2 separate regions of the Macaca mulatta genome follow, and region 2 is linked to region 1. A link is a contact called in public Hi-C data. All regions are on one chromosome and are shown on one strand. Each heading gives the region's core, a stretch centred on a gene start, on an enhancer-like site or on the middle of the called end of the contact. The rest is flanking DNA. Distances are from core to core; before and after follow the strand shown. Region 1 holds the start of LOC720434. Region 2 holds the start of LOC100429350.

The links. Hi-C and Micro-C count contacts between places; a contact is called where the count stands out from the background.
Region 2: a Hi-C map of fetal cortex germinal zone shows a contact between it and region 1, with 12 times the contacts expected there. The contact joins the promoter of LOC100429350 here to the promoter of LOC720434 in region 1. A contact is called at or near these places in 3 of 14 Hi-C or Micro-C datasets (fetal cortex germinal zone, fetal cortical plate and liver).

The regions. Positions count from the first base shown.
Region 1 is chr19:20,580,028-20,583,185 of T2T-MMU8v2.0, reverse strand. LOC720434 reads right to left here and starts at 1,699. Exons shown (of 3, transcript XM_077978611.1): 1 at 1,549-1,699. The coding sequence starts at 1,551.
Region 2 is chr19:20,724,238-20,727,395 of T2T-MMU8v2.0, reverse strand. It overlaps LOC100429350, which reads right to left and starts at 1,421. Exons shown (of 13, transcript XM_077978589.1): 1 at 1,250-1,421. The coding sequence starts at 1,279. The region is part of intron 4 of ZNF682 (zinc finger protein 682); the gene reads left to right.

The sequences.
Region 1 (3,158 bases), core at 450-2,949:
TCCTTTCATCTTAACCTTAACTGCATCTGCTTGTGGGGCCCCAGCTTTTTAGGCTCTGTAGCTTCTCTCAGAATAACACGTCTGTAATCCCAGCACTTCAGGAGGCCAAGGCAGGCAGATCACCTGAGGTCGGGAGCTCGAGACCAACCTGACCAACATGGAGAAAACCCGTCTCTACTAAAAATACAAAATTAGCCAGGCATGATGGTGCATGCCTGTAATCCCAGCTACTTGAGAGGCTGAGGCAGGAGAATCGCTTGAACCCAGGAGGTGGAGGTTTCAGTGAGCCATGGTCACGCCATTGCACTCCACCTGGGCGACAAGGGCAAAACGCAAAACTCTGTCCCAAAAAAAAAAAAAAAAAAAACCCTCCTGTTTCAGGCTTAATATTAGCCTTAGCTTGGAGTCACCAGGTTCAAGCTTTAATTGTCATGTCAGAGTTATTCAGTTGGTTTTTGAAACTCAGTGTTTGAAAAATCCGTGAAATTACTTAAACACAGTTTTACATAAGGGAAGGCCATTTTAAGATGTCTTTTTTTTTTTTAGACGGAGTCTCACTCTGTCACCAAGGCTGGAGTACAATGGCAAGATATAAGCTCACTGCACCCCGCCTCCCAGGTTCAAGCCAGTCTAGTGCCTCAGCCTCCCAAGTAGCTGGAATTACTAAAGGCGCCTGCCACCAACTCCGGCTAATTTTTGTATTTTTAGTAGAGACGGGGTTTCACCATGTTGGCCAGGCTGGCCTACAACGCCTGACTTTGTGATCCACCCGCCACGGCCTCACAAAGTGCTAGGATTACAGGCATGAGCCACCGCGCTGGGCCAGGAAGGGGTATTTAACCCTAACGCTGTTCCTATTTTTGTGTCCTTCCCATATAGGCTGCGGTCGGACTGCACAATCTAAGCTGATCCCGGTTGGGCTAGATACAAACTTTTTCCAAATAGGATAAACGCGCGATGTTTTGAGAAAAGGAGAAGGCGGAAGAAGAGGTAGGGTTGATTTACAATTTTTACAACTTATGACCAGGAAGTTAAGTCTTTGAGGAGGAGCTTAGTTTGTCCTAACAACTCCTTACCTCAAGTGATCCGCCTGCCTCGGCCTCCCAAAGTGCTGGGATTACCGGAATGAGCCACCGCGCCCAGCCCCATAAATTTTTAATAGAAAAGAGAAACTGTGAACCCAAGGCACTAAAGCTCTTCCCATTCGTGAACCCGCACTCCGAGTCAGGATTCTCCCCTGACGACTCTTCCCGTGTTCCCTGCACAATCTGGGAGAGAAGCGGCGCTGCGGGGGCAGAGCTGCCCAGAGAGGGCTCGAGGCCAGGGCACAGTCACCGCGCAGTGAAGAGACAGGACGCCTGGGGGCTGGGCTGTCAGCGCAGCCGCCATCTTTTGGCTGAAGGGAACCGAGGCCCAGCTGGGCAAGAAGAACTCGGGGCGCAAATTGTGGAGCTGACTAAGGGGATACCTGAGTCCCGCCACCGTCACTTTCCACCGGTTCCAACCAGCCCCTGCCCTTCGCTTGGGATGTCCGACCGGCACTCTCACCATTTCTAGGCTTCCAGGGGTCCTGGTGTCTCAGCTGTGGATCTCACAATACCTGCAGATCACAGGGCCACAGAGGCTGGGCCTCTAGGAGTACAGGACACAGAGCAGTAAACAGGAGACGAGGAGCTCCGGCTGCACCCAGAGACAAAGGACCCGCCAAACCAGAAGCCGCCCTGTTCGCTCCGGCTGCGTGCCTGATTGGACGTTTCTAGCCCAGCGTCCCTGATTGGATAATGCTTAAGGCCCCGACCCCTCAGGCCCTGAGTGACAGAAGACGTGATCAGATGCGGGGCTGTTCGCTCAGGCTGCGTGCCTGATTGGACGTTTCCAGCCCAGCGTCCCTGATTGGATAATGCTTAAGGCTCCGCCCCCTCAGGCCCTGAGTGACAGAAGATGTGATCAGATGCTGGGCTGAGTGAAGAAAAGTAACAGCGTAAGTTGCAGCCTTTTCAACAGGGCTTCCTCCCTGAGCTGAGCCACGTCCACCTCAGAGCATGGGAAAATTCTCTCTTTTTTACTCTCTTTTTGAATGTTATTGAGACGGTGAACAGAAGTATTTTGTTGTCATATTAATAATACTGTTGGAAGTAAAATATACGGTGGCGCAAAGTGAAACCAGTACTCAGGCAAAAGTTTTTTTAGTAAGGCAATTTACTTCTGCAGAAGATTTTTATTTGCGTTAATCACGATTCGCAAGAGCACCCTGAACAAAGGAGGGAAAGGGTTTATTTTTTTAACGTAAAGTCTCTACCTCTGTGTTACTGCCCCATGGGCTGGGGTTGGACCGCACAATCTAAACTGACCCAATTGGCTATTTGTAAATGTTTTTCCAAATAAGGAAGGGAAGGGGCATGTATAAGTCACAGTGCTAGGACTTTTGGTTCTGAAGGGTGGAAAGGGTGCAGAGTGAGTAATCAAGGGAACAGATGTGAGTTATTGATTAGAGCTGATGGGAAGCAAGGTTGTTACAGTAACTAGGGGTAAGGAGGCATGGAGAACAAGAAAGTTGAGTCTGAGAACAAAGAACAAGGAAGTTAACAGACTAAACCTTTGAAGAGGAATTTTATTGTATTTTACAATTTCCCCCTTTTAATTTTTATAATTAAAAAAAAAAAAAAAAAAACCCTTTTTTTTCGAGATGGAGTTTTGCTCTTGTTGCCCAGGCTGGAGTGCAGTGGCACGATCTCGGCTCACTACAACATATGCCTCCCAGGTTCAAGCAATTCTCCTGCCTCAGCCTCCGGAGTAGCTGGGAGTACAGGCATGTGTCACCACGCCCAGCTAATTTTGTATTTTTAGTATAGACGGGGTTTCTTCATATTTGTCAGGCTGGTCTCTAACTTCTGACTTCAGGTGATCCGCCCGCATCAGCCTCCCAAAGTGCTGGGATTACAGGCGTGAGCTACCGCAACCGCACGCTTTTTAAAACTTTTTTTTTTTTTTTTTTTTTTTTTTTTTTGAGACCGAGTCTCGCTCTGTTGCTCAGGCTGGAGTGCAGTGGCGCTATCTCGGTTCACTGCAAGCTCCGTCTCCCAGGTTCACGCCATTCTCCTGCCTCAGCCTCCCGAGTAGCTGAAACTACAGGCGCCCGCCACCTCGCCCCGCTAGTT
Region 2 (3,158 bases), core at 172-2,671, 140 kb before region 1:
GCCGAGATCACACCATTGCACTCCAGCCTGGGCAATAAGAGCTAAACTCCGTGTCAAAACAAAAAAAAATTTTTTTTAAACCCCTCCTTTTGCAGGCTTCATATTAGCCTTAGCTTGGATTACCAGGTTCAAGCTTTAATTTCCGTGTCAGTGTTATTCACTTCGTTCTTGAAACTGTTTGAAAAATCCAGTGAAATTACTTAAACACAGTGTTTACATAAAGGAAGAAAATTTTAAGATTCTTACTTTTTTTTTTTTTTTGAGGAGTCTTGCTCTGTCCCGCACGCTGAAGTGCGATGGCGCGATCTCAGCTCACTTCAACCTCTTCCTCCTGGGTTCAACCAATTCTCATGCCTCACTCTCCCAAGTAACTGGGATTACAGGCGCCCGCCACCACACCTGGCTAATTTTTGTATTTTTAGTAGAGACGGGGTTTCACCATGCTGGCCAGGATGGTCTAGAACTCCTGACCACGTGATACGTCCGCCTAGGCCTCTCAAAGTGCTGGGATTACAGGTCTGAGCCACCGCGCCCGACCAGGAATGGGTTTTTAACCCCAACGTAGTTTTTGGTTTTGTGTCCTTCCCCCATTGGCTGGGGTGAGACCGCACAATCTAAACTGATCCCGGTTGGCTAGACCCAAACTTTTCCAAATAGGATAAACGCGCGATTTGCGAGAAACGGAAAAGGGGGAAGAAGGGGTAGGGTTGATTTCCAACTTTTACAACTTCTGACCAGGAAGCTGAGTCTTTGAAGAGGAACTTAGTTTGTCTGACAATCCTTTGCCTCAAGTGATCCCTCCGCCTTCGCCTCCCAAAATGCTGGGATTACAGGCGTGAGCCACCGCGCCCGGCCCCATAAATTTTTAACAGGAGAAAAGAGAAACTGTGAACCCCAAGGACCAAAGCTCTTCCCATTCGTGAACGCGCACCCCGAGTCAAGATCTCCCCTGATGACCTTCTCGTGGTTCCTGACAATCTGGGAGAGACCCGGAGCTGCGGGTGCAGAGCTGCTGCCCAGAGGGTGCCAGGCCAGGGCACAGTCACTGCGCAGGGAAGAGACAGGAGCCCTGGACTGGCTGACAGCGCCGCAGCCATCTTATGACTGGAGGGGACTGAGGCCGAGCTGGGCCAGGAGAACTCAGGGCGCAGACTGTGGAGCTGACTTCGGGGAGGCCTGAGTGCCGCCACAGCCACTTCCCATCAACCAGTCCCTCCCCTCTCTCAGGATGTCAAACCGGCACGCTCACCATTCCTAGGCTCCCAGGGAGTCCCGTCATCTTGGCTGTGGATTTCCCAATACCTGCAGGACACAGGGCCACAGAGGCTGCGCCTCTAGGAGCAGAGGACACACAGTAGCGAAGAAGAAACCTAGAGCTCCCGATGCATCGAGAGACAAAGGCCGCGCCAAACCCGGAAGCCGTCCTCTTTGTTCCAGCTGCCTGCCTGATTGGACGGTTTCCAGCCCAGCGTCCCTGATTGGATAATGCTTAAGGCCCCGCCCACTCAGCCGCTGAGTGACAGAAGATGTGATCAGATGCTGGGCTGAGGGATGAAAGCTGCAGCCTTTTCAGGCAGGGCTTCCTCCCTGAGCTGAGCCAGGCCCACCCTAGAGTATGGGAAAGTTCTTTTTATTTTTATTTATTTATTTATTTATTTTTTTAGACGGAGTCTCTCTCTATCGCCCAGGCTGGAGTGCAGTGGCGCAATCTCGGCTCACTGCAAGCTCCGCCTCCCGGGTTCACGCCATTCTCCTGCCTCAGCCTCCAGTGTAGCTGGAACTACCGGCGCCCGCCACGGCACCCGGCTAGTTTTTTGTATTTTTAGTAGAGACGGGGTTTCACCGTGTTAGCCAGGATGGTCTCGATCTCCTGACCTCGTGATCCGCCCGTCTCGGCCTCCCAAAGTGCTGGGATTACAGGTGTGAGCCACTGCGCCCGGCCCGAGTATGGGAAAATTCTATATCTTTTTTACTCTTTTTCAATGTGTTCAAAAGGTGAACAGAAGTATTTTTCTGTCATATTAATAATACATAAAATTTTGGTTCAAGAGAAAATCAACTTTTACTTTGATAATAATGTATTCCCAATACTAAAGCTAATTTTAATAAAACCTTATACATAAATCAAATTTGTCACTTTTGACAGCTCGAGATTTACACATATATTTCATAATCTCTTGTAATTTTGTAACTTTTTATATTTTTATCTACATTCTTTTTATTTTTCTCAATTTGAAACAACCTTTAAGTAATTTCAAATTGTTACAGGAAATAGAAATCATTTAGAACCAGGCGCGGTGGCTCACACCTGTAATTCCAGGACTTTGGAAGTCCAAGGTGGGCGGATAACTTGAGGTCAGGAGTTCAAGACCAGCCTAGCCAACATGGTGAAAGCCCATTTCTACTAAAAATACAAAAAATTAGCTGGGTGTGCTGGTGCGCACACCTGTAGTCCCAGCTACTCCGGAGGCTGAGGCAGGGGAATCTCTTGAACCCAGGAGGCGGAGATTGTGTAACAGCCTAAGGAATTTACCTTGCCTTTGGTCTAGACAGAGCCCGTTCATCAAGACAGGGGAATTTGGCCGGGAGCGGTGGCTCACGCCTGTAATCCCAGCACTATGGGAGGCCGAGGCGGGAGGATCACGAGGTCAAGAGATTGAGACCATCCTGGCTAACACGGTGAAACCCCGTCTCTACTAAAAAAAATACCGAAAAAAATTAGCCGGGCATGGCGGCAGGCGCCTGTAGTCCCAGCTAGGGGGGAGGCTGAGGCAGGAGAATGGCGTGAACCCGGGAGGCGGAGCTTGCAGTGAGCTGAGATCGTGCCACTGCACTCCAGCCTGGGCGACAGAGCAAGACTCCGTCTCAAAAAAAAAAAGCGGGGGGAATTTGTGGAGGAAAAGTTAAATATTAATTTTGAACCCAATTGAACATGGACACAAACAATGAATGGTCACCAAGTCTCAGAACGGGTTGTGTGACCCCCTCGAGGCATTCATCCAGTATTGTTTCAGAGAAATCTGGCTTTCAATCTATTCCTATATGTTAGTTATTGAAGAACAAGTTAACCTTTTTGTATTCCTTGAACCCATTGGCAAAGGGCCCTCATGACTGGGTCTCATACCAAACATTTCAGCTCCATCAGGTCATTTATGTTC